Linked DNA regions of Rattus norvegicus: region 1 is linked to region 2. A link is a contact called in public Hi-C data. All regions are on one chromosome and are shown on one strand. Each heading gives the region's core, a stretch centred on a gene start, on an enhancer-like site or on the middle of the called end of the contact. The rest is flanking DNA. Distances are from core to core; before and after follow the strand shown. Region 1 overlaps Ppp1r12b (protein phosphatase 1, regulatory subunit 12B). Region 2 overlaps Syt2 (synaptotagmin 2).

Region 1 (6,012 bases), core at 3,016-5,515, 150 kb before region 2:
TTAATATCAAAGGCTATAGGGTGTAAAATGAATAATAAATGAATAACGAAACATCTCATCTGTACCACATGTAAAACCCCAAGTATGCCTTGATATCAGATTGACAGAGACCATGTTGATTTTTGCCATGCAGGTATTTTATTAGCCATGGAGCCAGTGTGGGTATTGTGAACAGTGAAGGGGAAGTTCCTTCTGACCTTGCAGAAGAGCCTGCCATGAAAGATCTTCTTCTGGAACAAGTAAAGAAGCAAGGTAATTAGGACTGAGCGGCCAGCAGAGGCCCTTCTCACACTGCCCCTTACAGAACATGAGCCCTCTCCATCATCACGTGACAGGACAGGGTTAATTCTGTCTTCACAGCACTAGTCATCAATTACCAGTGCATCTCCTTAATAACTCGCACAAGCGTAGGCCAAATGCCCAAGGATGACCAGGCTTTCCCTGTCTTTGCTGTTCCAAGGTTGTACACCCGTCCTCTAGTTAGGAGCAACCTGAGGAAGACTGTGGTCTGTCCTTTCTGTGTGTGTACATTATGTTATCTCTGTGGCTCAAGATTGCCTGAAGAAAGGCTGGAATACAGTGTGACCAAACCCATCCTGTGACTTTGGGGGGTATCCTTTCCCTGTAAGCCTGCAGGTGGCACTGTGAAGTTATTTATTAAGCCCTCTGAAAGGATCTTTAGTGTAACTGTGGAAACTATTCTGATAGTTTCTTTTGTTTGTTTGAGGTTTTAAGAGGCAGTGTTTTCATAGCTCCATGTGCCTTAGCTCACCCTGTAGCCTGGACTTCTCCTCAGACTTGCAACAATCCTCCTGCCTCTGCCTCCCTATGTTGAGATTATAGGTGTGACTCACCATACGTGGTTCTAGAACTTTCTTGAGGTAAGAAACCTAACCTAGAAGAATATATCCTGAAATTGTATGTTCTTATTTTGTAGTTTTAGAAGAAACTCATTTCAGGAAGTAGGGTGGGGGCTCTCCTATCACACACCTCAAAGTCATGTTTTTTTTCTTTTTATCCACGGTCTTGTCTAGGCTGTCCATGGAGAGCTGCCTCAAATCTTCTTCTCCATTCCAGTATTTCAAACATGCATCACCACACCTAGCTTTTAAATTCTTACATGTAAAGTTACTGAATATCCATGGACAGCAGGTCTTAGGATTCTGATAGAACCATCATGGACCTCTGGACAGGTCTGGGATGATTAGGGACAGGGAAGGCTCTTCTAAGCCACCAAGGTCATGTCCAAAGCTTTGGTGACTTTAGAACACTTGCTTGTTTATTGTTCAAAGCTACCTTGGTGCTGCGTCAGGGAATGGAGTAGTATCACAGACTGGAGGGCTAGTGAATCTGACCCAGTGACATTAAGTATCTGACCTCTTATAGAAGTTATGCACAGCTTGCCTCACGTGGTGGCTACTCTAGGTTGTGCTATTGCTGAGGTCCATATTTGGTTTTGTGCTTTACTGAATCAGAGTTTTCTATGCTAACTTAATCCTCCCACCCCACTCTTTAGCTCCTAAAACATATTTTTTTAAAGATTTATTTCTTTTATAAATATAGATGTTCTGTCTACCTCTGTACACAGAGGAGGGCATCAGATCCCATAGGACTACAGTTGTGAGCTGCCGTGTGGGTGCTGAGAATTGAACTCAGGCCCTTTGGAAGCGTAGCCAGTGCTTTTAACTGCTGAGCCATCTCCAACTTCCACTCATCCCTCCTAAAATGTTTTATAGTATACAAGTTTAAAAGTAAGTTTTAGGTCGAAAGCTAACTTTGTTTATTTTGAATTCTGACTCTTCCTTGAATGCTTTGTTGAAACAAGCATTTATGTGTGCTTTACTTCACAGCCCTGGTAGCTCTGCCGTGTCTGAGTGGGCGTCCTCTTCACCCTATGCGTTTCCCACACCAGACAGGCGATTTTTCAGCAGCTCACAGTAGCTTATTTAGGAGTCAAAAGAAGACCAAAACACAGATAAAGTCTACTTATGAGCGTGAAACCTTTTGAATGGGTGTGTTTGTGTTCAGAACATTTTGTTACTTTGTAAAGAATGTTCTTTCCTAAGGCCATGTTTACTGGCCTAGCTATTGGGGAGTTGATGGCTAAAGGGAAGAACTCTTTGATTATCTCCATATGATCGATCATAAGGGAAACAAAGTCTACATTGCCTTAAAAGTAGACTAGCATTGGCTTCAGATCACTTTCTAATCTCAGGGTTGCTCTATGTGGCTTCTGGTAAGAATATACAAGTGTATATATATATATATATATGGAAATGAGCTTTAGGAGTTCACTTTTCTACAGCATATCTTACCTGAAACAAAGACTTTGATAGTATTCTTGTGGTGTAATGAGTGGAAAAGAAAAGTGCCAAGAGCATCTAGGAATTCTAATGGGAGCTCTGCCACGGTGTGTTTGGGCCATATGCAAAGCATCCTGTGTATAGTTCCTCATATGGCAAGTGAGGTTTATAGTTACTCCACCAGAGTGTTGGGGAACTAAGATCATATAAAATATTAGAGGACTTTGGCACTTGTAACTTCATGCAAATCTTATAAAGTAAAAATAGTGTATCCTCTGGCTTTTCCGTTCTGTTGTAAAGTGTTAGGTGTGTGCTCTTCATGAATGTGCACCACACAGTGTTGAGCCTGGCTTATTTAGCCTTGGCAATTTGGTGACACAAATGGCATTGCCTTAGATTTGATGAATTACCAGCTTGAAGGGGAAACTGTTATTTGTGGTAATATTTGTGTGTTATTAACCTAATGAAACATCTTGTCAGACATGGGTGGAGCTTTAATACGGTGCTGTCTGGTGTCTGACCCCTGCAGGAGTTGATCTGGAGCAGTCGAGGAAGGAGGAAGAACAGCAGATGTTGCAGGATGCCCGCCAGTGGCTCAACAGTGGGAAGATAGAAGACGTGAGGCAGGCTCGCTCTGGGGCCACAGCTCTGCATGTAGCTGCTGCCAAGGGTTACTCCGAAGTCCTCAGGTAAGGAACTGCGTACGCTGGAAGACGGTGACATGAGTTTTAGAAGTAGAAATCTTTAACCATGGTGTATTTTCTTGTTGTCGGATTCTTCTCGCCCTGTAAAACTTCCTTATATTTTGCTGGTGTTCCTCCATAGGTGGTCTTCCTTCCTGTCTTACTGTTGGTCGCTCTTCCTGTATGTATGCATGATGTTAGTTAGACTTGAAGCACAGCGACACAGAAACATGTCTTTCAGCTCTGTGATTTGCCATTGGTTCTCCTGAAACCTTCTCTGTGACTGTACAGACCTTGACCTTTCTGGTTCTAAGATTTAGACCATTTCTGGGCTCATTAGGTCAATTATAGATCTTGAGTATACAAGATCCAACTTTACTAAGAGAATTATAGAGTAGTACATGCCTGTGTACATGCAGGCATGCACGTGTGTGTGCGTGCATGTATGTAGGTAGATGGCTCATCCCTGGGTAAAAACATCTGCAGCTAAATCTGATGAGGTAAATTCAATTTCCTACATGCTAGAGAGACAGATTCCTCCAAGTTGTCCTCCTACCTCTACTTGTGCACTGTGGCATGTATGTACCCCCCCAACGTGCACACATGTGCACACACTCAAACATGCGCATATATACATATGCATATGCATGCATGTGCACACACGGCCGAGCACACACATGCAAACATGTGCATGCGCGCGCGCGCACACACACATACACACAGACACACACACACTAAAGAAATCACTTTAAAATGTAATTTAAAAAAGCAAGAGAATTAGACTCTACTATTTTCCCTGTTTTACTTTTCTTATATTCATGCCTTATCCGACTCTTGGTGTTTAGTTTTGACAAGATTTCCAGAATACATGTTTGTGTTAGGTTGATAGAAACTAACCAGCACAGTGTAACATGGGCATGTGTAGGGAATGCCATATGCATAACCTTACAGTTCAGTGAAGATCATAAGCAATGCCCGAAGTGAGTAATATGCATTGTAGCCTGTCCCTTAGAAGGCAGAAGAAATCACAGGGTGTCTGGAGGTTAGCCTGCATCTGAAATATTAGTGGAGCGATAGCCCGTTTGGTAGAAACGTATACAGTCAGGCCATAGATGTACTTTTGGGCTTTCTTCTAGACTTCTCATTCAGGCTGGCTATGAACTCAATGTTCAGGATCATGATGGCTGGACTCCTCTTCATGCTGCTGCACACTGGGGAGTGAAAGAGGCTTGTTCCATCCTGGCAGAAGCCCTCTGTGACATGGATATCCGGAACAAACTGGTTAGTGAGCCTGAGCCTCTAAAAGGGCAATGACATCAGGTGGCTGGGTGCCTAGCACAGGCTTGATGTCCTGGTCAGTGGCCAGGACCTCGCTGGGGCTGCGGTGTCCTCTACTCCCGCTCCTCTGCTCGTCTCCATGGAAGTACAGTTAATACTGAAGCAGAATAAACCCCACCAACCCCCCTCTGCATCTACTGTGTTACAGCCCCTAAGAAACAGCAAACGACTAAAGATATTTGCTCTTGACGACAAATAAACTTTGAGAGGCCCAAGGTCCCTGTCTGTGGTGAAGTACGAAAGATTTTACTATGTTTCAATTCTGAGTCTTTTAACTGCTGAGTTCTCAGCACACGGACTCCTTTAAGAACAATTTGTAGTGGCAACGATTGTCCCATTTTGACTAAAAGTGGTCCTATTAGCCTCACTTCAAACAACTTAGAACCCTGAGACTCTTACCCCTGTGTCTCAAAGGAATCCAGGCACACGGTCCCGTCTTTCTCCCACAACTCCTGACTCCTAGTCTCGCTCTTAGATTATACAGAGTGTGCAATTGTTCCCGTGTTCCTAAAAGAAGTAACTTGCCTGGCTCCCTCCTCCTCCTTAAAGGGAGAGCATCCCTGTTAGTCTTCAGTGTGGGTGTGACCCATGAGCATTCACTGAATTCATCATCACAGTAATACTTTACAAGAGGTATGAATAGGGATTCCCCCAGACTGTTCGTCCAGCATTACAACTGGTGTAGTGATTTCTGCATCGTTTTACGCCACAGAACTCTGTGTTCGAAGGGTTTGCTGTTTCAGATTAGGGAGGCGGCTATAGGTTGGGCATCTCCAACCCAAGTCTGAAATCTGAAATATTCATTCATAATCACAGACTTTAGGAATACTGATATGAATACCAAGTAGAAAACTCCAGACCACGAAAGCACAAAGTTACTTAAACTATTATAAAAATCATCATTGGGCTATATTTGTACAATATATGTGAGACAAATACATTTTATGTTTATACTTAAGCCTTAGTCTCAAGATGTGTGCGCATGCGTGCGTGCGTGCATGTATTCTAAAGTCGAAGCACTTCTGGTCCTAAGCATTTCAGACAAAGGAGATTCAGCTTATAGTATAGGTAATAAAAGTCAGTAAGTAGGGGTTGGGGATTTAGCTCAGTGGTAGAACGCTTGCCTAGCAAGCGCAAGGCCCTGGGTTCGGTCCCCAGCTCCGAAAAAAAGAAAAGGAAAAAAAAAAAAAAGTCAGTAAGTAAATAGAGAATAGACCCTGAAACAGTCACATGACTTCTGCTTCTGTTTCTCTCTGCCATGGTGCCCTGTGTTCTGCTAGGGCCAGACGCCATTCGATGTGGCCGATGAAGGCCTTGTGGAACACTTGGAGATGCTTCAGAAGAAGCAAGATGTGGTGAGTTTGGTCGATGCTTCTACAGCTTTTCTAGCAGTTAGCAGTTACTCTGTGTGTCTCAGTCCCGTGGTTCAGTGTCATTTGCTCAGCGTTGAACTGGATATAGCTATACTTTACAGATGTTGTTCCCATCAGAAACTGTCAACAGTATGTTTGAGAACCATGCTGTAAAAGGCTACATACAATAGCCTTCAGGCAGCTACGGTCCACTGCAGAGAGGAATGTATTTCTTTCTTTCCTTCTTTTTTTTTTTTCTTTTCCTCAAGTCAGGATTTCTCTGTTTAATAGTCATGGCTGTCCTGGAACTTGCGCTGTAGACCAAGCTGGCCTTGA
Region 2 (5,866 bases), core at 3,129-5,628:
ACCCCGACCTATTTCCTGAAGCAAGAAAAGCCTCGAGTGAAGGTTTGGAACAACCCTGAGAAGAAACACCCTAATAGCCATGCCCCACAGGGAAAAGTTAGGCTAAGGGCTGGTGGTGGTGCTGGGCTCTTAAGGCTTCCAACATTATCTCCATCCTCCACTGTGTAAGGAAGGGTTCCTTAGGTCATTGGTTCAGAAGTTCCAAAAACCACTTGCAAACTATGCAAATGAAACTAACTCTGAGGTCATTAGAGGTTGGCTCTGAATCCTAATGGAAGGGCGCCTACCTCAGGGAGTCACTGCACAGGCTGCTGGCAAGGCTGGGGAGTGGGCAGCCAGACTCTGGGTGTGCTTTCCGCCAAGTGGAAATCCTTGGTCACTGACTTGGGAGGGAGGGAGGGAGGGAAGATTCTTTTCCCCTGCTGTCACCCAGCTGTTTGTAGCTCCAGCAGCAAGAAGAACTGAGGATGATGTCACAGTTGAAGAGTTCAGCCCTGGCCTTGGGACTTGAGGCAGAGGCAGAGCTTGATATAGAGGCTCCTAGACCACAGACATGGTTCCTCTGGGACCCCACCGGCTGGGGAAGGTCCTGTAAAGCAGTTTCTTCTACTGTTCATGGGCACCGGCCCTCCCTCCTGTTCTTCCCAGCCACAGAGCAAGGTGCCCAAACTCTGTCCTGTGCAACCAGGTCACCTAGCCCATGGCCTCCACCCGGGCCAAAACAGCCCGACAGCCAGATCCGGGCCCTGCCAGCACACGGGCGCTGCCCACCTGCCTCTCCTGCTCCTTGGCCATCAGGATTTGACACAATACACGAGAAAGTGTCATACATTATGGTCCTAGACAAGTGAAAGTCTTTGGAGCTGGGAACTAAAACAGAGCTTAATCCTTTCCTGGTCTTGGCCATACTGCCCCAGACCCTGTCCCTAAGCATCCCAAAGCCTTACTGGCCCTTGTTATCTCTGCATCATCAAAGACAGCAGTCTTTACAGTGTAAGATTGGAGACTTTGTACTTTCTGCTTTTTAAACATCTACACTCTGGGACCAGCAGCCTCCCCATTGTCAGGGTCCGACTGCTGCTGTTCCCTAAGCCCAGGTCCTCTAGAGAGAACTTAAGGATGCAGGACAGTCCTTATCACCCTGGGCGGGTAGACCCCCTGTGACTCCGATCCACTAGATACTCCATCTGTCGTCCTCCCAAACCCAGAAGAGAGTAGGCCATGACTCTTTCATTTTGAGCTGGAAACCAGCTCTCCTCCCTCCCCAACCTTGCTGGCCCTTGCCAGCAGCTCCCTGCCCCCTGCCCTGGCCCACTAAAAAAAGAAAGAAAAAGAAAAGAAATGCTCCCCACCCCCAGGTTGCTTTCAGCTCTTTTCTTTAATAAGGAGACGCAGCTCGTTACAAAATAACAATTTGACAAGAGATCAGACAACAGTGGAGCCCACATAAGGGAATGGAGGAAGCATTGCCAAGCAGAGTGGGGAGGGAAGGGGAGGGCTACACGTGTCCTCCTTAGGGAGACAGGGAGGGCTCCTGGTGGGCCAGTGTATTCCAGGGGGAGCAGGGCTCACCCAGCTTCTGCCCCAGCTTTGGAAGTTTCTGGGCCTATGGTTTTCAGAAAGCAAATCAAATCCTTAGATGAGCTGGACTTAGGGCAGGATGATCGGACTTCGAGATCGCTTCCCTGAACTCCCAGCTGCCGAGTAAAGCTGGGGGTGAAACTGAGATCCACACACAGCTCCTGCCACCTTGCATGACTCCGCTGCCACGGTTCCCAATTTCAGTTTCTGTGGAGGCTGGAAGTCTCCAGCCAACCCCACGTTGTTGCCCCTGGCCATGGCCAATACACTTGCCCAATTCTGCCTGAGGTCCCCTGGATTAGTACTACATGACTGGCTTCTGGGGAGTCCTCTGGGTGCCCAAGCTGCTCCAGCCCTGTCTACCCAAACAATCACTACATGCCATGCCTGCTCAGGCTGCCCTGGGAGCGGATGTGCTCCTCCATTGTGAGTGACCCCTTATCGCCACCACACTACCACCATGCTCTCGAGCACCCTGCTCTGTGGCACTGCTAGACAAAAGAGAGAGAGGGTAGGAAGTTTAACCACTGCAGTTTCAGGTTTTCCCCATGGGCCACTCCTCCACTGCTTTCTGTGGTCCTGACAGCTCAGGGAAAAGTAGGCAGGGCTGGCCTTGTTCATCCCAGGCTGCCACTGAGAACCTGACTATAGGCTGGGCTGCTGACTGCTTCTGAAAACCCTGGTTGCCTCCAGGCCTCTCAGAGGATATCCAAGCCACAGAGTCAAAACCACTGCCCTGCCTATACTCAGTAGAGTTCAACCATCAGACTGAGGCCACAAAAGCCAGCCAGGGGCATCTCCTGAGACCCCACCAGAAGCCCTGAAACACCAACTGTCCTCATGACACAGGGCTAAGGGAGCAAGAGAGGGTGACGGACAGGTGAGCCCTTCACAAGTGTTCTGTGGGGAGCCAGTTAGAGGGACAGGGGGGCTCCTGGAAGGAGTTTAGGGCACCCTCCAGTAGGAGGCCCTTTATGGCTTTTCAGTTTATTCAAGACAGTGGGAAGGAAGAATCACGTCACACACACGGAACACAGAAGCAACGGGACACCAGACGCCAGGCTAGACAGTGCACCGTGCCCCAAGGGTTAGCCCTGCAGACACGAGGCAGACCTGCCTTCAGGGCTAGTATCCTTCAGCATCTTCCCTGGGCAGGGCTGGCACCAGGGCCAGAACATTATCTCCCACTGTGGTCATTCCCTGCAGGGGAGGTGAGGACAAAGACTTTACACAACACAGAATCAAGGAGCAGCCAGTTCTGTAAAACGGGTGTGGGGTTGGGAGATCAAGGGGGCTCTCAGCATGGCCATGCGGCTATTTACAGAATTGTAGACATGCATCTTGATTAAACAAGATTCTGCTCGTGTGTTTATAGATAGCATCTTCTTTTATAATATATAACTAAATGAACATGGGGGTGGGGGGCATCCAATGAGGCTCAATGGCTTCAGAAGGTTCCTGTTTTGTTGTTACTTCAAAAATAAAGTATATTCCTATATCTTCAAGCCACAGTGTCCCCTTCTTGATATTGCAGTTCAAAAGACAGGCTAAATCAAAACGGTGGTCACCGGCCTCTGGCCCCTGGGACTGAAGAAAAGAGGGACGAAGTAGCCAGAGGGTGCGTTGCCAGACACAGTGCAGGATTAGCCAGTTAAACTTAAATTTCACATTAAACAGTGGGTCACTTTATAGTACAGTATGTCCCAAATATTGCATAGGACATCCTTATACTTCCAAAATTATTTGCTTATCTGAAATTCAAGTTTAGCCAAGTATCCTGTATTTGTATTTGCCAAATCTGGCAGCCATCGTGGGGCTGTAGGTCCCCTACTGCTACCCACTAGCTCTGAGAAAAGACCCCAGGCAGCCTGCAGAGAGGAACACACAGCAGCAGGCTGAGCACAGGATGGGGAAACTTTGATCTCTCCCTACCTTCAGGAAGACGGCTGCTATATAGGGTTAGGGTTAGGGTTAGGGTTAGGCAGGGGTCAGAGGCCTGGGATTCTCAAGAACTGACGTGACATTAAATGAACGAGGGAGTCCTTCCACTTTGCTAGCATCAGCCACCCTTAACGTCCAGCACAGAGGCGTGTTTCTAAAAGCTACCTTTATGAAGAGGCCTGTGGTAAAAAGCCTCCCACCTCCTTCACTGGGTCTTGGGCCAGCAAAATCACCACAGACCACTTCTACCAAAACAAAACAATGTTGGCTTCCTGGGAAGAAAGACAGGTCTCTGGCTGGGCCTCACCCTGCTCATTCCAAGCACTTGTTTGGCTGGGAGCTCCCTGGTCCCTGGGCCAGCCTGTGTTTCTAAGTCACCAAAACTGCCCCCAGGCACTGCAGAGGTTGCCTTGCTTCTGGGAGGATCATTCAAGGAGAACTGGTGCCCCCAGATCCTCAGTGGAGTTGAGTGGGTAGTCATGGTCATAAGTTCTCTTTAAAAACGAAAGCAAACAAACCCTCGAGTAAATACTTTCCTCTCTTTGGGATAAAAACTTTCATCCACAGAAGTATCCAGAATCCCTCGCCAGCCAGAAACATTGACTCTCTCTGCTCAGTGTTGATAACCCAGGACCCTGGCATCCCAAGAGAAGCCCGGTGGCAGTGAAGGTTTGGAATGCAGTGCTGAGGTCTGGGTCATATCAGCCCCCCCTAGTGCAGAAAACCTGAAGCCCCAACATGTTCCTGCCTAGCCTCTGGACCTGGACCGCTGCCATCTGCTTGGGTGGCTAGTCTGGGACCAGCCCCAAGCCTGAAGAGGAACCACTCCCAGCATCCACGCTGACTCCAAACTAGAGTTAAAAAGTCCTGGCAGGCTGCCCACAGTAATGAGCCCTAGCCTGTGTCAGCCCAGGGACATTCAAACCGCAGAGGCACCCACTATTCCTTCTCTCTTTCCTTCCCTCTGTCAGTCCTTCCCTCTGTCAGCAGGACAGTAGGACTGTAGAAGGAAGGGCTAGATGAGGTTTATAGGAGAGAAGCCAGGGAGTTAAGTATGACTGGGGAAAGCTGGAAGAAGGGTAAGATTGACGGGAGTTTCTGTGAATGGAGTTTATGGAATGTGAGAGAAGAGCCAGTGTGGGGAGGGGCCGGGAAAGCACCAGAATTCTACAGAAAGGAATCCAGTGACATCAGATGTCCATGCCAGGACCCTGGTACTCTCCAACCACCTGAACTCTGAGTGTACCTGATAGCCTAACGATGTTCTACCATTAGCAGAATGAACCCTGGTCCCAAGGACTACAGCCCATAATCCTATCAGAGTCCTCCCTTCTCCATGTGTACCATAAACACAGAGAGTGTATAAAATACACAACTTCCCATGTACCAAGGGCCAATAGCAGAAGGGTCTCTAAAAGAGAGGCAGGTCGAACCTACTTCACAGTCTGTTTCTGGTGGAAGTGTTACCTCACTCCCTACTTAAACCAAAACAAACAAACAAACAAACCAAAAAAGCAAAGCAAACCCACATATCCCCCATTTTCACTAAAATTAAGACACTACACCTCCTCCATGCTGGGTTCTCATAGCCAAACTCTACAACACCATTCATCTCTGAGACCCACAAGAAGCAGAAGGACCCAGGTGGGGCAGAGCAGAAGTCCTGCCACATTTGCTGTTGAATCGAGTGCCCCACATCCTCCCCCCCCCCCGCCCCGTCCCCCACCGACTTCCGGAAAGCTGTATACTTCCGGTGGTAGGAGAACAAAGGCCTGAGAGATTGGAGAACAAATGTAAGACCAAGGGAAAGGAGCAGCCTCAGGTTACAAGGAGCCTACGCCCCTTGCCCAGGCAGAAGGTTGGGAAGGATACTTAGTCCAAGCCTGACTAACATATATATGGCTTTTTTATCAATGCTGGGGACAACTAGGGAACAGGAAGGAAACACAAACTGAACATAGGGTGCAAACCTTAGCACATTTTCTCCACCACCCATCTGAAATGAATGCGCTGTGTTTCCTGGCATTCTGAGAAAACTGTCTAAGGAAGGGAAGGACGGGGCCTCTCCTAAGGTCTGCCTGGGCTACTCCGGCTACCATCACTGAGGGTCAAAGGGTCCAGAGGGTCAGGAATAGGAGTTGTGAGGAGCTCTGCAATGTCTAGCTTGTCACTGTCCACCAACGCTCCCCTTCTTGACACCTCCTCCTTACCTGGACCTCAAGGGAACTAAACACCCAAGCGTCCCTCTAATAGGTCTCTGGCTCTGTGCAAAGCACTTATCGTCAGATGGTATTTTTCCACTTACACAAAAAGGGAAACAGAGGCAAAAGCAGATGGTGCGTGA

Evidence for each region. Hi-C and Micro-C count contacts between places; a contact is called where the count stands out from the background.
Region 1: a contact with region 2 is called in a Hi-C map of psoas muscle, with 2.0 times the contacts expected there. The contact joins two enhancer-like sites. A contact is called at or near these places in 2 of 12 Hi-C or Micro-C datasets (Schwann cells and psoas muscle).

Annotation. Positions count from the first base shown.
Region 1 is chr13:48,890,629-48,896,640 of GRCr8, reverse strand. It overlaps Ppp1r12b (protein phosphatase 1, regulatory subunit 12B), which reads left to right. Exons shown (of 25, transcript NM_001107178.4): 3 at 134-252; 4 at 2,833-2,992; 5 at 4,123-4,267; 6 at 5,605-5,679. Among named protein-coding and RNA genes, the nearest start is that of Ppp1r12b, 55 kb to the left of the region's middle. Within about 2 kb of position 4,265, at least 14 of the 93 cell types and tissues checked have an H3K27ac peak or open chromatin away from gene starts, as enhancers often do.
Region 2 is chr13:48,745,308-48,751,173 of GRCr8, reverse strand. Syt2 (synaptotagmin 2) reads right to left here. Exons shown (of 8, transcript NM_012665.2): 8 at 5,476-5,866. Among named protein-coding and RNA genes, the nearest start is that of Syt2, 11 kb to the right of the region's middle. Within about 2 kb of position 4,378, at least 23 of the 93 cell types and tissues checked have an H3K27ac peak or open chromatin away from gene starts, as enhancers often do.